Regions from separate parts of the Capra hircus genome. Here region 1 is linked to region 2. A link is a contact called in public Hi-C data. All regions are on one chromosome and are shown on one strand. The core of a region is the stretch at or near the end of the contact, and the rest is flanking DNA. Distances in the headings are between cores, read along the strand shown. Region 1 holds the start of IL37 (interleukin-37). Region 2 holds the start of CKAP2L (cytoskeleton-associated protein 2-like).

The links. A called contact is a pair of places that touch in the nucleus more often than the background predicts.
Region 1: a Hi-C map of blood shows a contact between it and region 2, with 2.1 times the contacts expected there. The contact joins the promoter of IL37 here to the promoter of CKAP2L in region 2. A contact is called at or near these places in 2 of 5 Hi-C or Micro-C datasets (both in blood).

The regions. Positions count from the first base shown.
Region 1 is chr11:46,242,777-46,249,424 of ARS1.2, reverse strand. It overlaps IL37 (interleukin-37), which reads right to left and starts at 3,344. Exons shown (of 6, transcript XM_005686669.2): 1 at 3,261-3,344; 2 at 480-611. The coding sequence starts at 561.
Region 2 is chr11:46,107,372-46,114,322 of ARS1.2, reverse strand. CKAP2L (cytoskeleton-associated protein 2-like) reads left to right here and starts at 2,910. Exons shown (of 9, transcript XM_005686664.2): 1 at 2,910-2,999; 2 at 5,188-5,254. The coding sequence starts at 2,969.

The DNA.
Region 1 (6,648 bases), core at 2,095-4,594, 130 kb before region 2:
AACTAAGCCCATGTGCCACGACTACCGAGACCAAGAGCTGCAACTACTAAAGCCGAAGAGCCCTAGAGCCTGTGCTGCGCAGCAAGGGAAGCCACTGCAGTGAAAACCCATGTGCCTCAGCTGCAGAGTAGCCCCTGCTCACCGCAGCTGGAGAAAAGCCCATGCAGTAATGAAGACCCAGTACAGCCAAAAATAAATATTTTTTTTAAAAAAATCCAGGTATTGAATCAGGACTTTGCACCCCAACTCTTTGGGTGAAGATTTAGCTACCATCTGGTGCACCTGGACACGTGGGGCAAAGCTTCATTCTCCCTTCAAGGATTTCTCTTGTATAATTCGTTTTCCAAGGAATTTCTCAAAACTCACATACCAGGCAAGGTCAACAGGAAGAAGCTGGGTCTGGGCCCAGCACCTCTAAAGGTCCCTCTTTAGGAGTTACTCTTTGGCCCTGGTGTGGATTTTTAAAATAAGAATCTTACCTTCTGAGGAGCACTGAGGTTCCTCTCTTTCCCAGTCTTCACAGTCCATTTTCATACCTGGATTCTCCTCCAAAACAGACATTTTCAGTGTGAGGAAATGACTCAACAGGAGGCTGGGATAAAGGGTAGGACCTGAGTAGACAGGGAGAAAACTGGTAATGGCATCTTCTGACCCTAGAAGACCTTGCTGAATGCCTGTAAGTGTCCATCAGGCTGCAGGCCTTGCTCTCTACCTGGAAACGTTTGCTGCATCCAGGAAGTCTTCCCAGGGCTGGGCCATCCTTCTTTGATGTTTGCTTCTCCAAAGCGATATTTTTGAAACATATCATTTTTATGATCTTGACAACATTTTAGCAAAATGAAACAGAAAATTCAAAGTATATTGTTTTACAGTATGGAGGTTCCTTTCAAAACTAAAAATAGAGCTACCACATGACCCCGAATCCCACTACTGGGTGTATATCCAGATAAAAACATGATCCAAAAGGATACATGCACCCCAACATTCACTGAAGAAGTGTACAATAGTGAGGACATGGAAGCAACCTAAATGTCCATCAACAGAGGAATGGATAAAGAAGATATGGTGTGTATATACAATGAAATATTGTCCAGCCACTAGAAAGAATGAAATTCATTTGCAGCAACATGGATGGATCTAGAGATTGTCATACTGAGTGAAGTTAAGTCAGACAGAGAAGGAGCAGTATCATATGACATCCCTTATATAGGGAATCTAAAGAGAAATGATACAAATGAAGCTATTTACAAAGCAGAAAGAGACTCACAGACTTAGAGAATAAACTTCCGGTTGCAGAGGGGAAAGGATGGAAAGAAGGGATAGTTAGGGAGTTTGGGATAGACATGTACACACTGCTATATTTCAAATGGATAACCAACAAGGACCAACTATACAGCACAGAGAATTCTGCTCATGGGGCAACTTGGATGCAAGGGGAGTTTGGGGGATAATGGATGCATGTGTGTGTATGGCTGAGTCCCTTTGCTGTTCACCTGAAACTATGACATCATTGTTTGTTAATAAGCCATACCCCAATACAAAATAAAAAATTAGAAGTATATTTTTCTAATCCCAGGACTGGAGAAAGACAGCCCACAGGCCAAATCTGTCCTACCACCTGGTTTTAAATAAAGTTTTATTGGAGCACAATCATGTCTGTGTTTACGTGTTGTCTATGGCTGTTCTCTGGCTGCAACAGCAGAGATGAGTCATTGAAAGAGAGTCAAAGAAAGGCTCTACTGCTTACTGTCCCAATCTTCATAGAAAAACTTTGCCAACCCCCTGGTAGAGTCTAGTCAGCAAAGAAAGGCCATTTCTTTGCAGCCTCTTGTCATGGAAAACAGAGCCTCCAGAGATCCCAAGGAGCTCAACTCCTGATGTCTTGGGGCAAGGCTGACTCAGAATCCCCTCACAGAACAGGCTTGGAGGAGAGACGTTTTCAAATTCCTTCCAACGGTACATATCACCTCTCACCCGATTCACAAAGCCCATTTCCCAACATAAGTTCAGAGCAATACAGTGAGGGAAGCGTGGCAAGAATTGTTCATTCCCAATTTCAGATGAAAAACCTGAAGGTAGGTGACATCTCAAGGCTGACACCACTTTTAAGGTTGCAGAGATGGAAGTTTCATGTGAAAACCCAATCCTTGGAGAAAGGCTTAGGAAAAAGACAAAGAGAACCTAGATGGTTTTATAAGTAAAAATGCCTAGGAAGAGCTCCAGGGCTTGTCAGTAGGACAGTGAGCAAAGGAGAGGATGACCACCGGGCAGTTCTGGGGGGTGGGGAGAACTGATGGCTCTTTAAGGGCACAGATATCTACTACTTGATCCTCAGTAGGTCCTTGTTTGCATCCCCTGAATTCACAAAGCACACCTGCCTTTGCAGTTTGAGGGACAAATCAAGGGACAGAGAGGATTGGTGGCACTTGAGAAGGCAGGAAAATTGGCATTCATAGGAGGACATCAGAACAAAAGATAAAAATGTAGGTATCCAAATACGTGAAGATGCTGCTGGTGACCCGAAGGATGCCCACAGGCTGGAGGATCTAAGGATGTCCCTGTGAGCTGTCTATGGAATTTGCCACCTATATCAAGGTAAATGCACGTGGCCTCCACAGAGCTTCCTAAAGAGGCAGTGCATTCAGCCATTGACAGTCATCTCTCCAGCTCAGATCGCTGGATATTTTGGGTTCCAAAATATCTTTCTGAAGACCAGCACTTTCCAGACTCGAATGAGTCTTCTCAGCCCTTAGAGAAGAGGCTGGCATTATCATAGTTTGCAGGTTTCCTAAGTTCAGGGATAGCCCGGCCCTGGAGCAATGCCTGCTTATTGGTAGTCCTCCTAAAAGGCTTCCAGCTGCTTTGGGGGCTGAGAGCAAGGTGGTCTAGGCAGGTCTCAGAGAGAATATTTAGAAATTCAGGAGATCCATGGAGGGGCAGGCTTCTGTTAGGGAAATAGAAGGCAGGCACCAGTTGCTGCTGGGCTTTTCCATCTATATCAGGTGGTTCCTCAAGCCAGAGGTAAGGACCACGTGGGCTTCCTAGAGGCTCAGTGGTAAAGAATCTGCCTGCCAATGCAGGAGATACAGATTCAGTCCCTGGGTTGGGATGATCCCCTAGAGAAGGAAATGGCAACCCACTCCAGTATTCTTGCCTAGGAAATCCCATGGACAAAGGAGCCCAGTGGGCTACAATCCATGCGGTCACAAAGACTTGGGCATGACTGAGCGAATAAACAGCAACAGCAAAGGACCACTTACCTGGGTCAGGGATCCCCGAAGTCTGTGGCTCTGTTTTGGGCCCCTGGAGCACTGTTGTCTTATACTCTGGAGGGACCAGGCGTGATCCTCACTTTGAGTAATCAGTTTGGAAGCCTATATGCAAATGCAGCATCTCTCTAGCGAGTCATTGATGGCATCTGAGGTTATTGGTTCATCACTCATTGCCTGCCATCTTTCATACCAAAGGTATAAAGGAATTCCTGTGGGTAGTATCACATTGCCAAGGGTCGTGTTACATCCACTCAACACATTTCACGGTGCTTGAGATAGACTGCATGGGTGCCCATCCAGTCTGACAACAGTGGTATAGGAAAGAGATGTAAATGGAAGGAAAGAGGAGACACAGGTTGGGCAGACAGCCTGGGAGGTGCAGGAAAGTCCCCAAATTCATGGTGTTCAGGCAGGTGTTGTTGTTGTTCAGTAGCTCAGCTGTGTCTGACTCTTTGCGACCCTATGGACTGTAGCACACCAGGCTTCCCTGTCCTTCACCATCTCCCAGAGCTTGCTCAAACTCATGTCCATTGAGTCAGTAATGCCATCCACATCTCGTCCTCTGTCATCCCCTTCTCCTCCTGCCCCCAATCCCTCCCAGCATCAGGGTCTTTTCTAATGAGTCGGCTCTTCGCATCAGGTGGCCAAAGTATTGCATCAGTCCTTCCAATGAATATTCAGGAGTGATTGCTGGGGCACCCATATTTCAGAGAAATATGTTCTTCTTTCTTCTGACCTTCCAGTGCACTCCTGGATGCCACTGACACCTCCCTCCACCTCTTCTCTGTCACACCTCTTTCTTCAGTGATAACACGCAAAGCATCCTCAAGGGACCTTCCTTTTTTAAAAAACAGTGTTTTATTGGAGTGTTTTTAGTAATTATGAAAACATAGGTACCTTCTAAAATAGAAACCTATTATAAAAATCTATTATTGAGTTAACACTGGAAGTAAACTGTATGTTGATCCATTTCCTTCCTTCACAATAGTCTATGAATATTCTTTTCTTTCTGAGACTATAATAAACTTGTATTAATATGTTTATGTCTTTCATTTCACATTTTAGTATTTTTGGTTTACTCTTAATGATAAGTATAGATTCAGAGGTTAACATTTACCTAAGATACATATTTTTCAATCTAGAAGTAAATATCTAATAAAGGTACTCAGTTCAGATGTTTGATTTTTTTAATTAGGTTTAATATTTTTAATAGTTTTCAATATCATTGTATAAAGGGGTGAAAGACTTGTTAATTGAAGTCAGATAATTTCCCCACGCATTACTATTGAACCCTGCCTTCTTTACTTCATCCATCTCTTAGATTTCATAAAATCTGTAAGAAGCAGTAACTTTTAGCAGATTTACCTCCTCCTGTTCCCTGGTAGATCTGTTCAGGAGTACTGTCATCATTGTTTTTAGCCACTAAGTCGTGTCCGGCTCTTTGCAAGCACATTTCAGAAACATGAGGTCCCTTACCCAAGACCACACGCTGGAGTCCCATTGCCCCCGTGAAGCACTGACCACACCCTCTCCCCAACAGGGTCCCAGAGGCTCAGAGCTGTCTCAGACTCTGACTGCCTTCTTGTCGCTGAAGAGACCTTGTGAGAGGGGGTGACGGGTGTGGGGACCGGTGACACAGACTGACATAGTGGTGCAGTGAGGGGTGGCTGAGTATATAGGTCATCAGAATAAACTCTGAGAACATGGGGGAAACTCCTAGCTTTTCATTTGTGGAGAGAAAATGAAAATTTAAGGTAACATCATCATATATAGGTGATGCTAGTGGTATAGAACCCGCCTGCCAGTGTGGGAGACATAAGAGACATGGGCTCCATCGCTGGTTTGGGAAGATCCCCTGGAGGAGGGCATGGCAACCCACTCCAGTATTCTTGCCTGGAAAATCCCATGGACAGAGGAGCCTGGTGGCTACAGTCCATGGCGTTGCAAAGGGTCGGACACGACTGAGCGACTAATGCTTTCACTTTCTTTTTTTTCTTCAGGTGCTAAACTGGCTACTGAAGGTACACTAGGAATTGGTCCACGATTGCCTTTGCTCCCAGGATGCTCACAGTACAGGAAGTGCCAGGCAAGGGGAACAGGAGAGAAGGGCATTTTCAGCAGAGAAAGTGGCGAAGGCAAGGCCCAGGGGCACAGGAGAAGATGTTCTGCTCTGGGCATGGCCAGCCCTTCTGTGTGGCTGGACCTTGGCATCAGGTTGGCGGGAGATGAGGTCAAAGAATTTGCACAGAACAAGCTGGGCACAGATGCCACACAATGCTCTTGGGTTTGGGGTCCTTAGGCAAGAAGGAGTTCCTTCAAGTTTTCCTTTTATACTGCTCTCTTTCACACAGTGTGAAAGCCGCATCTGGGCAGAGAAGGGCTGAACTGGGAGCTAAGCCAGAAAGAAGAAGCCAAGGATGACATAGGATGGACAAACAAAGTCCTATTGTATAGCATAGGGAACTATATTCAATATCCTGGTATGAATCATAATGGAAAAAATATGAAAAAGAATACATATATGTATAACTCATCACTTTGCTGTACAGTATAAATGAACATAATATTGTAAATCAACTACGGTTGTTGTATAGTCACCAAGTTGTGTCCAGCTATTTTGCAACCCACATGGACTGTAGCCCACCAGGCTTCTCTGTTCATGGGATTCTCCAGACAAGAATACTGGAGTGAGTTGCCATGCCCTCTTCCAGGGGATCTTGCCAACAAAGGGATCAAACCTGTGTCTGCTGCCCCACTTTTGAAGAGCCAGGAGAAAAACAGGGCACTGCACATGCCCCGCTGCACACAACACCTCCTCAGGGGCGGGCAAAGCACTTAAGTCACCCCTTGGCCTTACCTCTGGACACACCCCTTCCTTCACCCCAGGTAAGGAACTAGCCCACCCTTCTTAGGGAGCAACTAAGCAAGGAAACTTGTTCTCACTGCCCCCCGTTGAAGCAGGGGCCTCAGTAAAGACTTGCCTGAATTTCTTGTCTGGCTTCTAGTCAATATCTATTGTTTAAGGAGGCCAAGAGCCCCAGTCAGTAGCATCCTGGGGCAACCCCACTCCCTGTGTTTGGCTGTGTGAAATGTCTTCATTGATTCTCCATTGTGATTGCAAGGACAACTCTGTAAGAATTAATGTATCTGGAAGGTGTTGGGGACCCAAGCCAAATTCAAATACTTCCAGGTCCAGAGTTTACAATCATGCAAATCAGGGCAGAAAAGAACTTTTAAAAAGCCCAGAAATTACACCCTATGTGAGAAAACAAAGAGGACTGGGAGGTAATGGAATTTTTTTTTTTTTCCCACTGTGTTGTTTCCATATTTTCTCAATGAGCCTTAAAATGCTTTTAAGATAAGGAAACCAAAAAAC
Region 2 (6,951 bases), core at 1,661-4,160:
GCTCAAAAAACCTTGTGCACACCAGGACCCAGAGACCCCACGGAGACTGAGACAGAACTGTGTTTGAGTGTTTCCTGCAGAGGTACAGGTTAGCAGTGGACTGCCACAGGGGCAGGGGCTCTGGGTAAAGCAGACCTGGCTATGGCATAAGCCCTCTTGGAAGAGATCACCATTAACCCCACAATAGGGACACCAGAACTTACACAGGACTGGAGAAACAGACTCTTGGAGGGCACAAACAGAAACTTATGCACACCTGGACCCAGGAGAAAGGAGCTGTGACCGAAAAGAGACTGACCCAGACTTGCCGGAGTGTATCCAGGAGTCTCTTACAGAGGCATGGGTTGGCGGTGGCCTGATGCAAGGTTGTGGGCACTGAATGTAGTGGGTGAGCAGTGGTGTCTTAATCAGTATTTTTGGTGGAAATACTTCCCAGGTGGCTTAGTGGTAAAGAATCCACCTGCCAATCCAGGAGATGCAGGGCACATGAATTCAATCCCTGGATGGGGAAGATCCCCAGGAGAAAGAAATGGAAACCCACTCCAGTATTCTTACCTGGAGAATCCCATGGACAGAGGAGCCTGGCAGGCTGCAGTTCATGGGGTCACAAAGGGTTGGACACAAGTGAACAACTGAGCACGCATGGAGTGCTAAGCTCCAGGATAAAACATAATAAGTACCATTTTAGATACATGAATTTAGCTAATGGCAGGACACCCAGGTACAGTGAGCATATGATGATGTGTCTAGAACTCAAGAGAAGTTAGAACTAGATACAGATTTGGAAGATGTTAGTAGGTCTATAGTAGGTAAAATCTTAAAAGTGACATCAGAGAGAGAAGAATATGACGAACACTGTTAGCAGTCCACACAATCACCGTCTTCCCTTCTTCGTTACTGACAGGACATTAACTTCATTCAGAAGGAAATATGTCTCTTTTTTTATAAAGAGAAGTTTTAACATTATTTTTTTTAATTGTAGAAACTAATGCAAGGAAAATACTGCCTGCAGTTGATAATTTGCTCATTAAACTTTGAAACAACTTCAGTATAAAGAATTACATAAGTTGCAATTTGAGTTCTGCAACCACAGCAAGCCACCACATTCAAGTCAAGTGAAGAAAAATGCTTTTATAGAGGGGAGAAAGAAAGTTGGGGGAAGGGGATTGTAATAAACCGAGTCCCTGGCTTTTCACTGGCAAGTCTTTGTCAGGGAAAAGGAGCCTTTCTTCTTCTTATTGGGCTTGCTATGTTCACAGTATTCTTGCCTGGGGAATTCCATGGACAGAGGAACTTGGCAGGCTACAGTCAATGAGGTTGCAAAGAGTCAGACATTACTGAGCAACTTTCACTTATTTACTTATGGTCACAGGATATGACATCTCCCCCTGCTGGTCTCCCTAATCTACTGGGGGTTCCTATTTATTAATTTTTTCAGTTCAGTTCAGTTCAGTCGCTCAGTCGTGTCCGACTCTTTGAGACCCCATGAATCACAGCACACCAGGCCTCCCTGTCCATCACCAACTCCCAGAGTTTACTCAAACTCACGTCTATCGAGTCAGTGATGCCATCCAACCATCTCATCCTCTGTCGTCCCCTTCTCCTCCTGCCCCCAATCCCTCCCAGCATCAGGGTCTTTTCCAATGAGTCAACTCTTTGCATAAGGTGGCCAAAGTATTGGAGTTTCAGCTTCAGCATCATTCCCTCCAAAGAAACCTCAGGGCTGATCTCCTTCAGAATAGACTGGTTGGATCTCCTTGCAGTCCAAGGGACTCAAGAGTCTTCTCCAACACCACAGTTCAAAAGCATCAATTCTTTGGCGCTCAGCTTTCTTCACAGTCCAACTCTCACATCCATACATGACCACAGGAAAAACCATAGCCTTGACTAGATGGACCTTAGTCGGCAATGTAACATCTCTGCTTTTTCATATGCTATCTATGTTGGTCATAACTTTCCTTCCAAGAAGTAACCCTCTTTTAATTTCATGGCTGCAATCACCATCTGCAGTGATTCTGGAGCCCCCCCACAAATAAAGTCTGACACTGTTTCCACTGTTTCCCCATCTATTTGTCATGAAGTGATGGGACCAGTGGTGATAATTGTACAACACTGTAAATGTATTTAATGACACCGAATAATGGCTTAAATGGTAAGCTTTGCTTTGTATATCTTACCATAATGAAAAACAAAGAGGAGTCACCCTGCAGTACTAGGGCTTCCCAGGCGGCGCTAACAAAGAATCCTGCCAAGCAGGAGACCTAAGAGACGCGGGTTTGATCTCTAGGTGGGGATGATCCCCTGAAGGAGGAAATGGCAACCCACTCCAGTATTCTTGCCTACAGAATCTCATGGACAGTGAAGCCTGGCGGGCTACAGCCGATAGGGTTACAAAGAGTCAGACACGACTTAAGCGACTGAGCACCCAGGAACTGCTGTACTAAGAACTAAGATTATTTAACTTTAGAGACCCATAAAAAGTAGGAAGTATACTCGTGAGGTATATACTCGTATATACTCGTGGTATACTCGTGCCAAATTCATCATTTTGGTTTTATACTGTTTTTATATGAAACTTAGGATCTGAAAGGGCGGAGGAGGTGCTTTGTCTGTGGGGCCCGGGTGCAGCCCCCTGTCGCCAGTCCTGGCCACCTTTCTCGTAACTGAAAGCACAGCAACCCAGAAACCTCATCCTTAAAGGGGTGGGGAGGCTTCCGCCTCCTGCCCAACCAGCCGTCTTCAATACCAACGGCCCCTTTCCCTGTACATTCTTCCAATCAAATGGCCCCAGGGTGGGGCTTGAAGTGTACAGCCAACCGAAACGCATCAATTTCCTTTGGGCCCGCCCTCCCCTATTTCCGATTGGCAGGTTTCAAACCCACGGGACCCAATGAGAGCGGACGCAAGCGCGGCGCTCCAGCTTTCTCTCCAGGCGCGGCCTTTGAAGAAAAACTGTCGTTTGAGAATCATGGTGCGGCCTGGACTCTCCGCCGCCGCAGGTGAGTATGACTTCCAGCAGCTGTGTCTTACGGGTGGGGACGAAGGGAGGACCCCGAGTGAGCGGAAGTGACCCGATCGCTTGCCTGCCTGCCTGTGTCTCGCCGTGGGCGTTTTTGTTTCTGCGGGGGCTGACCCAAGCCAACGCTCCAGGCCTCGGTGAGAAAACGGGGCTGAGGGGCTGGGAGGCTGTGCGCGGGGCCACGCCTCCCAGGCACCTTCCCAAAGAGTCCCGCAGCAGCTCTGCAAAAAGCTGTCATTGTCACCTCGTTTGGGTAAAGAACCGAGGGTCCTTGCCCGAGATCGCACAACCAGCGGAAACCCAAGCGCTCCTGCGGCCCAGATTTGGCTTCAGGCGGAGCCGGGGTGTGGCCCTCGGGGCTACGCCGCCCGCCCGAGCGGGCTGTGACAGCTGTCAAGGCGAATCTCACCCAGACGCGGAGGTCTTCTTGCAACACACGCGCCCTGGAGGCTGATGGGTTAAATCTGCATCGATGCTGAGGGTCCTGGGCTCCCTGACTTTCCTAAATGTGTCTGGAGCCCTTTGTTGACTTTTTAAATATTCCTGCTCAGATACCTGTCACCTGCTCCAAAATGCACAGTGTTTTGTTAATTTCTGCAATAATATCTGTTGACTGTTTCCCAGGGCCCAGGCACTGTCCTAGGCATTTTACACAACAGCCCTTAAAAATGGGCATTTCTGCCCCCATTTTACCTGCTCAGCAACAGCAAGGTTTGCTACCTGGCTAGACATCATAGAACTGGGATTCTAGCCACATCTCTCAGCTCCATCAGCCCTCTCAACACAGCTGTCTCCTGGGGAAGGAGCAGAACCAGATATCAAAACACAGGGCAACTCAGTTTAAATGAGGTTGAGTTTTTTGCATCCCCTGTAGCTGTTGTTTTTGTTTGGCCGATAAAGCATGTCTGACCCTTTGCGACCCCATGGACTGCAGCACGCCAAGCTTCCCTGTCCTTCACTGTCTCCTGGACTTTGCTCAGACTCATGTCTATTGAGTCAGTGTGGCCATCCAACCATCTCGTCCTCTGTCGTCCAGTTCTCCTGCCTTCAGTGTTTCCCGGCACCAGGGTCTTTTCCAATGAGTTGGTTCTTCACATCAGGTGACCAGAGTATTGGAGCTTCAGCTTCAGCATCAGCCCTTCCAGTGATTATTCAGGGTTGATTTCCCTTAGAATTGACTGGTTTGACCTCCTTGATGTCCAAGAGACTCCCAAGGGTCTTTTTCAGCACCACAACCATCTTAATTTTAGCCTTTTCTAATCGCCCGCTCCCCTCACTCAGTTCCTGCCTCTGCACTCCCATAGTTCTTTCTTTGACCCACTTTTATCACCACTACCTGGGTGAAACTTCTCGAAGAGAGAAATATTAACTTTTCATTCCCTCACAGGTGGCTTGCTTAGAAAGTCACTGTATGGATAGATGTTTGCGATGAACCTCCAGCCTAGCCTATTTTGTCCTTAGTTCCAAAAGAAAGGGTTTGTGGGCAAAATTCATCATTCCTGTCAGAAGGGATTAATAAAACAAGCCCTGAGCTCACCAGCTCAGGTGGGCCAGTAATAGCATTTCTTCATGCAAAGTTTGATAGGTTGTAGCTGAGAACAGTGGCTATGAGCAAGGGCTCTGGGTTGAATAAACCTGGTTTCAAAATCTGGCTTTGTATACCATTTTGTTGTTGTTTAATTGCTAAGCCATGTCGGACTCTTGCGACCCCCATGGACTGTAGCCCGCCAGGCTCCTCTCTCCATAGGATTTCTCAGGCAAGAATACTGGAGTGGGTTGCCATTTCCTTCTCCAGGGGATCCTCCCGACCCAGGGATCAAACTAGGATCTCCTGCATTGGCAAGCAGATTCTTTACTGCTTGAGCCACCAGGAAATTCCCTGTATAGCATTTATCCATGTTTAAATTTCAGACTGTAAAATACTTTATTGGATTTTTGTGCAGATTAAAGGAAGTAATGTAAGTGTAAAGAGCTTAGCATAGAATGAGACATATAAATTTTATTGTCAATGTTGATGTGAACCTGGAGGCAAGTCTGTAGGGCTAGAAACTTTAAAACATTATGGTCCAACGCCAAAATCAGTACAGAAAAGTGCCTTCTTTTAGAATATAAGTGAGCTTGTTAAAATCTTGAGCTAAAATTCTGTTGTTTGCTTGCCTGTTTTGCAGAAGAGCGGCAGAGAAAGCTGCAGGAGTACCTAGCAGCCAAGGGAAAACTGAAGTGCCAAAACACCAAGTGAGTCTATTTCCCACAGTTATGCAAGTTCTGTTGCCCTGGTTGCTAATGGCAATTTAAAGCTCTGCCAAAACATAGCCCTTTTGTTTGCAGTCTGCTCAGACTGCATTAGGATCCTAGGATTATTCAAAAAGGGCATTTTGGTGCAGCTGTGATAAAAATGTTGGCAAAGATTAAAGCATTATTATTGTGAGTCTCCCAAGGTGAGAGAGAAGGGTCTACAGTAGCATCTACAATGCAGGAAGCTTCTCTCATCTCTGCTTTGTTTGCTGGGAGAGGGATGGTCCTGGTCCTGGTGCTGCTTTCTAAAATGAAAACCAATTATGTAATCCATCCACTGTAAACTGCACATCCCTATCCTCTAGGCTGAGAGTGTGCTTGGGTCTTCCTCTTAGCACTGACTGTGGAGGTGAACAGAATATGACAGCCTCACTTTTCTCTTTTGTTGACATGGTGTCACCACGCTTACCTTAGCACTGATATGTTTTTTTCCCCAACGTGTTGCTAAATTTTTAGTTGAAAACAAATTTTTACAAAGTTAGCTTTCAGCCTTTGTTTTAGCTTCCTTTTACTCTGAGTTTTTCATCTTGTTTATAGTTTCCCTTGCAGTGCCAGAGCTTTTAAGTTTAGTTAGGTCCCATTTGTTTATTTTTATTTCCATTACTTCAGGAGGTGGGTCAAAAAGGCTCTTATTGAAATTTATGTCAAAGAGTATTCTGCCTCTAAGAGTTTTTTCCTCTAAGAGTTTATTAGTTTCTCACCTTAAATTTAGATCTTTAATCCGGTTTGAGTTTCTTCTTTTTCTTTTTTTGGCTGAGCCATATGGCATATGGGATCTTGGTTCCCCCAACCAGGAATTGTACTCATGCCCCCTGCATTGGAAGCGCAGAGTTTTAACCAGTGGACCACCAAGGAAGTCCCTTTGAGTTTATTTTTGTGTGTAGTGTTAGGAAGTGTTCTAATTTCATTCTTTTACATGTAGTTGTCCAGTTTTCCCAGTACCACTTACTAAAGAGGCTGTCTTTTCTCCATTGTATATTCTTGCCTTCTTTTACTTTGAGTTTTTACTTGACTTGATTTCCTTGATTAAATAAATAAACTTCATTCATTTATTCAACAATTTACTCAATACCTGTAATGTATCAATCACTCTTGGTTCTAGAGATAAGGTGCTTACCAAAACAAAGCAGTCCCTGTCCTCCTGGGATGTGCATCCAAGACCAGAGAAACAAACATCAAGTCTTCATCAAAGTTCCTGTTTGGCAGTTTATGATCCGTGAAGTTTAAATCTAAATTCTCGTCTACTTTTCTTTTTTTCCATTTTTTTAAGTTTTCTGTCTCACTAGCTGCTTTTCATGTGTACCTCTATGTTTTTTTGTTTATATCGTTTTCCTCGCCTAAAAATTAACTAGTTGAAGACACTTAAAAAACAAGTTTTTTTAAGTTGAAGTATAGCTGATTTAATACAAATGAATTTACTTACGAAACAGACTCATAGAAAACAAACACGCGTTTTAAAGAAGCACTTATTTGGCATTGAATCTCTAGTGCCTGGCACATTGCAGTGTTCAGGGAATGATGTTTAAATGAGTAAGACTATGCAGATATGAAGAAAACATATTTTATTAATATTGTTAGAATGTTGTATCTATGTATAGGACATCTATGAAAGGATCACAGAAGAAAATAGGTAAGAG